2 separate regions of the Oryzias latipes genome follow, and region 2 is linked to region 1. A link is a contact called in public Hi-C data. All regions are on one chromosome and are shown on one strand. The core of a region is the stretch at or near the end of the contact, and the rest is flanking DNA. Distances in the headings are between cores, read along the strand shown. Region 1 holds the start of kif19 (kinesin-like protein KIF19). Region 2 overlaps ttyh2 (protein tweety homolog 2).

Evidence for each region. Hi-C and Micro-C count contacts between places; a contact is called where the count stands out from the background.
Region 2: a Hi-C map of gastrula embryo shows a contact between it and region 1, with 1.6 times the contacts expected there. The contact joins the enhancer-like site here to the promoter of kif19 in region 1. A contact is called at or near these places in 5 of 5 Hi-C or Micro-C datasets (embryo, fibroblasts and gastrula embryo).

Annotation. Positions count from the first base shown.
Region 1 is chr19:14,157,413-14,163,011 of ASM223467v1, forward strand. kif19 (kinesin-like protein KIF19) reads right to left here and starts at 4,243. Exons shown (of 19, transcript XM_011488344.3): 1 at 3,761-4,243; 2 at 2,457-2,537. The coding sequence starts at 3,835.
Region 2 is chr19:14,215,227-14,220,721 of ASM223467v1, forward strand. The region is part of intron 2 of ttyh2 (protein tweety homolog 2); the gene reads right to left. Among protein-coding and RNA genes, the nearest start is that of ttyh2, 10 kb to the right of the region's middle. Within about 2 kb of position 1,560, at least 4 of the 8 cell types and tissues checked have an H3K27ac peak or open chromatin away from gene starts, as enhancers often do. A contact at or near this core is called in embryo and gastrula embryo, where this site is marked.

The DNA.
Region 1 (5,599 bases), core at 2,993-5,492:
TTTCATGCTTCCTTGAAGCAGCTGTGTGTGACGTCCAGATCGCCCTTGGCAAAGCGAATTCAAGCTTCCAATGAAAAGTTATGCAAACGCCCATTTCGGGCTTCCGCGCTTAGAGAACTCTGGCGTTCTCGTCTAGCTACGCAGGTTTCTATGCCCGTTTTCCGGCTCTACGTACAAAACGAGCAGCCACTGAAAGCATGTTGCGAATTAAACCAGGTCGAACTTTGATCAATCAGGGACTTGGATGTAGTTGTGATGTATAGAGGACGCCCCCTTAATTCACAGAAGTTTCAACAGTTTGAAAATTGATAATGGACGTGAAATTATTGGTCTGTTCCCGGCTGGGATGATATGAAACCAAGTATTCTATTTATGGCAAAAGAGCTTTAAAACAAAAAGCCTGGAGCAAGATTTGCAAGACTTGCACCACTTTGACATTTCGCACCAAACCTCTTGCGAAATGTGCAATTAAACAGCAGAAAAACAAGAAAAAGGCACCTCCCTTCTTGTCCACCTTGAGCAATACTGCTGTTGACAATTGTGCATTTAGCATATTCTAGATTGGGCATCACATGCCTGATGTGATGTAGGAGATACAACAGCCAGACCCTTGGGGATGTTGCTGGGGGGGAAATAAAAAGAGCAGGTGGCAGAAGGCTTAACCTGAGCTAAAAACCAATCCAATGAGCTCATCCCTACAGGCTTAACCAGCCTTAAGTTGTCTGCTTTCTACCATTACAGACGGATCTGGCTACTATTGTCCAGTCAGCCAAGTCAGCTACCAAGGCTGCTAATCTGTCTGAGCACAACACGTTGACCATATGGTCTCTGTATGTTTACTGTCTTGTAAACAAACTGATCGATACAAGTTTTAAAAGGAGCTGCAAACACAGAAGCCATTAAAGGATGTCTGGATGTCTAAACAGATTCGATCAATCGTATATCAAAGTGGTTGTTGAGCCCAACCCCCCACCCCTGGCTTTAACATCCAGGTGGGGGACAGCCCCAGGTAAACCTGCGCATTAAAAACACTCCCACTCTCAATTACAAGCATCGTAAGCCTCACTAATCCTTCATGCTGAAGGTGCCTGAGTGGACGGGATATCACCTAACAGAAACCATGCAGCATGGACGCCACATTTCACGACTCCTCAGCAAGTTGAGCAAAAGATACACACAAAACAAACACAAAAACACTGTCTTCTTGCTGAAGTGTGTGGGAGCGGCAAGAACCTGTTATGGGGGCTGTGTCAGCACCATAACTACCATCCTGTTGTTATGCTTTAATCCCCTGAGTCCAAGCCTATTTTAATAACGTCATGATAGACACAAGTGCTGATGTGGTCCCCTAGAGCTGCTGTAATTAAGCTACACCTCACAAACAAGTCGGAGATCTCAGGGAGGGCAATTCTCCCATTCTCCAAGAGGAACTTTTCTCGACAAGAGAAAGCTGTTCTCATCACAGCCTTACCTGTACACCCCGACAGTTACGGCTATTGTCTGTTAGAATGTGTGACCCGGTCAGTTTCCGCGACATTTGCCTTTGTTGGCCCGCTTCGGAAACGCACCTCGTGCGAGCACACGAACGCTTCAATCAGCTTCAAACGAGACAGGAGACACCGCTGCAGGGTTCCGCTTATTAGCATTTGCACTGCCGTCATAATAATTCCACACTCTGCTAAATGGTCTCCAAGGGGACTGCTGCAAACAAGGTCTAATGGTAAATAAGGCCTTAATGGGGCTTTCACATATGTGCAGCTTCCACACGCCATGTGTGCAAGTTGCAGTGTGGTGGTTTTTAAAAATCATTTAAATAAGTTCCAATGGTTTTCGTTTGTATTATTTCTTAAATGTTTGGCTCAACATAGAAACATATCGTAAAAGATAAGAAATACATGAATAATAATATGACAATAAAATGACAATAAAATGACAATACTCAGCCCTCGCTCTCACAGAACAGTCCTATCTTTAGGTGTCTGCTATATTAATTACTGGAGTTATACCTGGCTGTAATTTAATTCATAAAAAGCAGCTACAATAGAAAACTGCAGAACCATCTGCATGAATTTTTTATGGGAGAAGTGCTGCAGAGCTCTGCCGTCGCTGATATTAAATTAACCCCAGGCGTTTGCTTCTGAGGCGCACTTTTATAAAAAGACTTTCCTTTCTTCAGCCGGAAAGGTCATCTTGTTGTCTGACTCATCCCGCATTTACTTACAAATGAATTGTGACATTTGAGCTTCGCAAACAAGTTCCTAAAAAAGAGCTGCCGGTTTCACCCAGGTCCCCGCAGACACCTTATCTGTCTGAGCCCATGATTGGTAGGAGGGGGGGGGGGGGGGGGCACAAAGCCAAACCCAGAGCTAGACGCTTTTTGTTGTGCACGCACACGGATGGCAAAGCTATCCGTCAGAGGAGTAGATGCGGATAAGCGTTAAGGGTGTCCTTCTCACCTGGTCGTCCACTCTGTGCGCCACAATTGTGGACCCCTCCTCCTGTTCAGCATCGCTGAGGGGTCGGATTCTTAAGGCAACCTGTAGCACACAACAGAACAAATAATTCTTTGACTTAAAATAAAGAATTCAATTGTTTTTTGTATAAGGTCCACTTCTACAGCTGTGTTTTCATGGTTTAATGCCCATTAGCAAAAGATCTATACATAAATCTAAATATATAAAAGTAGAATTTGATGATTTTGAATATTAGAGCTGTTCTACAAACACACAATATAAAAGTCCACCATTTTGTCTCTTTTGTGGCCCCCAGATTAAGATTATTTTAGAATAAGCGTGTGCAGCACAGGTGTTGTGCTCTTAAGAAGACGACAAACAACACACAGCATTAGGCTACAACAGGTGACCTTTCCATTATACGGACAAATACACGTAATACCCGATGTTTATATGTCAAGTACATTTAGACACTTCCCATACATTTCCGTGTCAAAAAAACAGTTCTAATCTGATTAGCAAGAAACGGTTATGTCTTTTTAAATGTAAATTTAAACAATACAAACAATAAAAAGAAACAGAAAAAGGATGTATTTTATTTTGATAAATATTTAGAGCTCCATTAAGCCTTCGCATTTTCATAACTCGATGGATATCTTTAACAAACAAGCCTTTTTTACTTAACAAGATCAAATTTTTTTTAAGTCTTTAAAAGCTAAATTATAAGGGAAAAAATTGCTTTAAAACCATAAATGAATTTTATTGTGGTTTTATGGGGAGCCACATTTTACCCAACTTTATGTCCATAGTGACACTGAAATAGGAGATAGATGAATTTTGATCTTAATTTTATGACTCACGTGAAAAAAGGACACAACTTTCCTTTTCTCCAGGTGCTAGATATGGCACAAAAAAAGGGTCGTTTCTTTCTCTGTCAACACTGCCCTCAAGGTGTATTAGGAGCTGAATGAGAGGAGTCAGGTGGCTTCAATAATTTAGGTTTAGGCTCAGAGCACATGGCAGAATAAAATAAGAATATTATACCAACAGCAGAATTAGAATTGGAGAAAACTATGACAAGCAGACGATTGGTTTTAACATTGATATAACTGGACTAAAAATACAAGCAGAACATGGTTGTGCCGGGGACATCAAAGGAAAATGGCACGAGACATTAGTATTTTGACTAAAACGTTGCGTTTAAAGTTGTAGTAGAAATGGCTCCTTCGACTGACTTAATAAATATGCTTAAAACATTTTTTTTTTACATGTTTAAAAAAAAGTTTCATAAAATAGCTCCAACTCACAGTCAGTTGCTGATCTTTCGACTCTCCTGTGTCCTTCATGATTGTTTTGTTGTCCGGGTGAAGGATAATGGACATCAGCGGCAGGAGACGGGGCACCGAAGCATCCTGCTCCGCGGCGGCACCTGAACGCGTCTCCCTCCACCTGAAGCCCGCCGCTCACTCTCGGCAGCGGCTAGCGGCGACAGCTGCTTCCACTCAAAGCTAGCAGGTGCAAGAAACAAGCTTTTTTTCCCCTCCCTCTTTCACTCCATCTGCCGTTTCAATGCCATGAGCGTTTCGACTCGTTCTGCTCTTTGGGTCTCAGTGGGTCGACGCTGCCCCACCACCTTGCCCCACTCCCTCCTCCTCCTCCTCGCGCAGCGTTGCCACGCAGCCGTTTAAAAACAAGCCAACTGTCCTCTCAGTGAGTCCGCGCGGCTCCGCGGTCTCCTCTGCCGCTGCTGGATCCCCGGCTGGCGACGTCCGGCTCCCGCCGTGGCGCGAGGCTCCATCGGGTTTAACCCTTTGATGCGCAACATGGGTCTAAAATGGCCCGCATTCATTTTCTATGTACGTTTATGCCCATGATTAAATGAGTTTTTATTTTGTCGTATCTTTAAAAATATATATATTTTTTACTGTTGAATATATTCCAAGAATTCTTTACATATCTTGTTTTTTATTAACCCAGATTATTATTTTCATTTTTCCTTTCATACTTTATGTATAAGAATGGTTTTTACAACAAATTTACATACACGGATCAAAAAAGACCCAGTCATTCAAGTGTGATTTTAATCAAATTACTTAATACTATCATAATAACATCTGTTTTGAAGTAATATTTTTGCAATGAGTTGGGTCAAACATTAATGTCTTTAATTGAAACATGGTTATTTTCATTTTGTAACACATACCCCTGATAGCATAACATGTCTAACAATCGGAATTGTTCCAGTATTTTAACAACTTTAAACTGGTATGGCACATCCGTGTGCACAAATTGCGACCTTTGTTTTCATATTCCTCACAAATTATAATGTGATATTTGTGCTCTGCACACACTGGCACAGATTGCCTGTATTTTCATAATAAGAATGGATTAGATTTATCTCCACTTTTCCAGACGCTCAAAGTTCTTCCATTGTGTCCATTATTCATTCACTCCTCATTCATACTTGGTGATGGTAACTACTGATGTAGCCACAGCTGCCCTGGGGCAGACTGACACAGGCGTGGCTGGCGCCTACGGTCCCACTGACCATCACCAGGATCATTCAGGCACATTCACACACCAGTGGAGCTGCACTGGAGGCAAGGAGGGTGAAGTGTCTTGCCCAAGGACACAACGACAGTTGATTGGAAGGGAGCGGGGATCGAACCGCCGATCATTGGCTGGCTTGATCAACCACCTGAGCTACTGCTGCCCAAACATGCTTTTGGTGTTGGGGTGTGCCCTCAGTGCACCTCTTCATATGTGGCATGACAAGCTCTTTGCCCAGCTCCCTGATTAAAAACATCGCTGACACCACCCAAACAGCCAGAGCGTTGTGCAGTGAAGGCATAGAGGGTGGCAACATCCAGCATGTTGTACCAGAGAACCATGGGCCACCTCTGTGTTCTCCGCTGACATTAATAGTTTCTAACCATTTGATCCATTTTGTCCACACCTCATTTTGATTTGTTATAGTATTGGATCACTTCTGGTTTCTTCTTCCGACTGTTGCCATCCACTGCTTTATTATCATGCATGGTGCTCAAGAGGCACAAAAAACAAGATATTTTGAATATATATGGAGGAATAAATGATTAGATGTAATTTATTTCAAAGTTATAATGTGTAAATACTGAGCCATATGA
Region 2 (5,495 bases), core at 310-2,809, 55 kb after region 1:
TCAACAAAACCAACTAAAACAATAAAACAGTAACTGAAAGATTATAAAAGCACACTGTTAAGCTCATCGTTCCGCCCCCTCGGTCCCACTGAACATTTGAAAAGTGTTGTAGGCAACAAAACAAGTTTGGCATTTGAAACTTTCAAATGGCACAAAGAAATCAGTAACAGAAGTCCTGCCGGCGTCTGCGAGGCATTCAATTATACTGATGATCCTAGAACCTCGTACAATCATGTTAGTCTCTGTCTCACTGCACTGCAAGAGGACAACCTTTTATAAGGACCACTAAACCACTGTGAGGCAAACTGTGTCTGCAAAAAAAGTAGTCAGCTTTTGCACAGACCCAGTTTCTTTAACTTGCTGCTCTCTCAAAGTCCACCAATCAATGCATTGTTTATACTCCACATGTACCAATTGGAATAGTAGGGCTGCTGCAGCCTATCCTAGTCGTGGCTCCATCATGGAGCCAATTACCTCTGCTCCCTAAGACCCGGTTTCTACTTTATACTTCGCATTGGTCACAAGGCTATCGAAAGGAAATCGCCCCCCATCGCTGTCAAATGCGACACAAGCTGATGACATCCTCTGCAATTGGAATTCTTATGCCCATAGTACAATCCCGTGCATATTGTGCCATTTGATCTGAACGTATTGATACATTTCAAATAATTAAACTCTGGAAACATCGAGATGCTAGGCAAGACATCTGATTGGGTCTATGCCTTGACTTAACACTAAAACTGGACTCCACTGCTGCGCAAATTGTGATCAGTGTGAATGCATCTTAAGACTTCCTGAAGAAGGATGCAAACTTCTTCCAAAGGTTGTAGCCAGGATTCAAACCAGAACCTTTTTTATATCAGGAAACCAGTTAACCATTAATAATTGTGGGGCCAAAGTCCCCAAGTAAGATAACCATGTACTTCTAAAAAGGTTATTAATCTAAACTTAATGTTTTATGATGATTATTTTTCCAGAAACAGTTGTGTTACTCAATCATGGCTCTATAATGAAAATTCTTTGTAGTTTTATAAAGTATCAAAGGGTTTTGCAAATACATGTTTGGGGTTTTTTATGGATAAAAGTATATTCCTCCAGGTTTCCCATTTGTTCTGAACAGTAGTTTGTTAGGACATCTTCACGGAGCAGCAAAGCAAATCATTTCTGCTTCGCTCTTGTCCCCCCACTGCAAAAAGAACAAAAAAGACTTTCCCCGAGGGAGTTGGGCGTCATGGTGTTGATGCTACACCCCCACAACAAAAGAAACCCAACCCCCCAGTTTCCACACAGAGGAGCAGCTTTCATTGGAGGGGGGAATTCCATGTGAATCCTGTTGTCTCTGCTCATAAGGCTTTGACAAATGAGTTCTTGTTTTTCATCTGGTTACTTCATGCTAACCCGGATAAAGACACAAAGGAAATGCCCCAAACCTCTAGTGTTGTGGACAGTCTGTTGGTTTCACATCCTGTTGGAGTTTTGCAGGATTGTCATAAGGAGTAGAAGACGTCCCAAACGCATAAACCCCACTATCAGTCAGGTGATGCTAATCGCTGCCTTCAAGCACCATCCAGACAGATTGGGGTTAATGACCTTCTGGAGGGCCAGAGGGGACTCGGAATGTATTTATCTATGAGGATGTGTCACACAAACAATGAAAATGTTGCAGTCTGCTCATTAAAGAAAGAAAAAGCATCTCCACTAAGAAGATCTCCATACCTCTTCTTTCTTCTCAGCATTTCTGTGATCGGTTGTATAACATTGCCTTAAACAGTCACTGTTTAAGGCAAGAAGAGAAGAGGTATGGAAGAGAGAAGAGGTATGGAGATCAAACTGACAGATTTAGGAGTCATTTTACTCCCAAAAAAGTGTGTACATTTCTAATGGAATTGCTGATCCGATTAGGGATTTTCAGCTCTCGGCATCCATCATTTTCTATTTGCTATCACAAAAACTAACACAATTATCACAACAGCATGAATTGTGCAATTGCAATGGCTGTAAACATTTCCTGTGATCATAAAAAAAAAACATTTTGATGTTTTTTAATGACCCATCACCATGACACATCACTTGTGCATTGTACTAAAATAACTCATTTCATTGATATTATGTTGAGTGTTCGTGTGCAGTTTGATCAACCTCACCGAGTATCAGCGAGATAATGCAACAAATTCCAATCAAATGTGTGTATGGCTCATGTCTTTTATTTCTTACAGCATGAGTGAGGAAAAATGTTTAGGAAAATGTAGAAAACCAAGTTAAAAACAATTAAAGACAATTAAAGTGAAATGCCTTTTCTTTTTTATCACACTTCCTTCTAAGCCTTTGAAACAAGATAAAAGCTTTTATTGTACGCCTCTCTGAATAGAACTGCTCTCGCTGATTGTTATGAAGTCACTCAGTTCGAGTCTTAAAGATAAACTTCTCCAGTCAGCCAAAAGCATAGGAATGTCTGTACACTTCGTCTGACTTTGTGCAAAGAGAGACTATAGGAACATATAATAATAACAATAATAAGGATGATTGTAAAGGAAAGCCAAAAAATAAATAAGACAGACCACTGAGGGAAATTGAAAATGACCGTATTACTTAGTCACAACTGCCCTTGCAGGTGGATACAGGCTGTCTACAAGTGAAAAATGGGCATGGTACGTCATAGGCCCGCAAATGTTCGGTGAACCCGCACACTGCAAATGTTCATGTAAACGTTTTCTAAAGGGCATGCCAAGGGCGACAGGTCACAATTAACACTTAAGCCTCTTTTCCCCTGAGCATGGTCTGGTCTGGTCCGATCCGGTATTTTGAGGGTTTCCATTAAGCCAGACCGAACTGTAACATCTTTGGGCCCCCATTAGTTGTCATGGTCCATAGGAAAATGGAACGAAACCGGTTAGGGCAGAGCTACTGTTGAAACCCGTTAAATGGCTGAAAATCATTACAACAAAAGAAAGCGCCAAGAAAGCGGCTGTCTTCCTCTTTATTATCCTTTCTCAAACAACATTAAATTTTTTGTATATACGAAGTACCAAAAGCCAAGCGGAAAGAAACAAACCACTGGATGACCTCCATTGTTGTTGTTAGCTTCACCCTGCATGTGCCGTGACAGTCCAACTTTGAAACGCTTACCTAAATTGCCTGGACCATTCTTAACTGAACCGTACCGTACCACTCAGTGGAAACAAGGCTTTATATGTTTGTATTGTAAGGGTAAATAAAGGTAAAGAAGTTGAGATAAAGGTGTGTTGTTCAGAATTTTCATTTTTTCAACCCCCCAACATAACGTTTTGTGTTGTTGCCAAAAAGTTTGATTTTGGTTTCATTTAACCAGAGCACCTTCTTCTACATCTACGGTCTGTCTCCCAGGTGCTTGTAGCAAACATTAAACGACACTTTCTATGGATGTCTTTAAGAAATGGCTTTCTTCTTGCCACTCTTTCATAAACGCCAGATTTGTGCAGGATACGACTGATTGTTGTCATATGGACAGACTCTCCCACCTCAGCTGTAGATCACTGGAGTTCATCCAGAGTGATCATGGGCCTCTTGGCTGCATCTCTCATCAGTCTTCTGCTTGTCTGATCTGAAAGTTTAGACAAACAGCCGGGTCTTTGTAGATTTGCAGTGGTCTGATCCTCTTTCCATTTCAATATTATCGCTTGCACAGTGCTCCGTGGGACATTTAAAGCTTGAGAAATCGTTTTTGTATCCAAATCCGGCTTCAAACTTCACCACAACAGTATCTCGGACCTGCCTGGTGTGTTCTTTCTTCTTCATGATGCTCTCTGCGATTTAAACAGACCTCTGAGACTATCACGGAACAGGTGCATTTACACCGAGACTTTATTACATAGAGGTGGATTCTATTTATCATCATTAGTCATTTAGGTCAACATTGGGTCATATTGGAAATATACAATAAATTTCTTTCCACTTCATGATTGTGTCTCACTTGTTGTTGATTCTTCAGAAAAAAATTAAAGTTTTATATCTTTATGTTTGAAGCCTGAAATGTGGCAAAATGGCAAATACTTTCGGGAGGCACTTTATTGCCTGCATACCTTGTGCGTGCAGCATTTGTGTACGGTCAGTAAGGAGCCAGTACACGCACCTTACTAACGACTAAAGTGCAGCGTAAGGGCACTGTACGATAGCCTGACCTGTAGGCCTGCACAATATACCGCAAATTTATCGTTATCGCGACATCAAGCTGTGCAATATGCATATCGCAAAAGACGGCGAAAATCGCCATAAATGGTTACCTTGACCCTTGTGCTAAAGTGCACAAGTGCTATCCTAGGCACTTTAACATTGGGAGTGGGGTCATCTAGACCCACTAGACAGTGGTCTGAACCTTTTTTCTTCAATGATTTGTGATCTTCACTGGTGTCCATGGATTACATGAAATCTTTCCACCTTTATCCACCTTTGTCATGGTAGGGAGAACACGTCAATGGAAGGGGGGGGGGGGGTCATCTAAGATAGCACAAGGGTTAAATGTGCTAAGACAAACTCATGGCAGCTTGAAATATTGAATAAATGAAATAAATCCCTTTATGCATTTAACCAATCGGAAGGACCCGTTTACGCTGTTGATCAATCAAATGAGCCCTTTTATGTTTGATGTTTGCCTCCTACGTCGACAAGGGTCATTTGGAGTATAATTTTTATACTGTTGCATTGAAATGGACATTATGTTTTTGGTTGGTTTGATAATTGTTTATATACAGCAAATTATATCGTTATCGCAATATTAATCACCAATATCGCATATCGCGAGTTTTCCTCATATCGTGCAGCCCTACTGACCTGTATGTCATAAGTGCGTGGAACTTACATTAAATAGTTCACGATACATTTACGACACGCAAAACAATGGTACGTGATGATGCCATGTAAGGTGGCCGCAAGACACTCCTGGGCTCCCTTTAAGATGCAGCCACGCCTTTGGATGAACCTCCGTGGACCAGGAGAACCCAAAAACAAGAAAAATGACCTCAAACTAAGAAAAACGTACTCCTGACAAAAAAACTACCAACTAGATTAAGAATACAGCAGTTTTAAGGGTTTAACTTTCAGAGCTGTGTTAAGCTAAATCTATATTTTTGTATCAAACTCTTCAGAATTGCAAACCTTGCAACCAACGTGCAAAAAGCTTGAAAGCACTACATTGTTACTTCATTTCCTGCAACAAGTTTCCAGATGCCGTTCTCAGAATGTCAAACTAAATGTGCATTGTGATGGAGATGTATGAATGTGTCAGCGCCCCACAAAGCCCAACATCTATAGTGTAGGACATAAACGAAAAGAAGAGAAAGCTGTTTGGTGCATGCGAAAACTACTAAGCCATCAAAGCTACACTTTCAAATGTCATGCAAACAATAAATGTTCTACATTTTTAAATGTATTTTTTCTTGTACACAGAATTCACATTTTTGGCTTAACTGATCTTTTTAGTGCAGTCTAGAACAATCCAAAATGAGCAACTCTTAATTTGA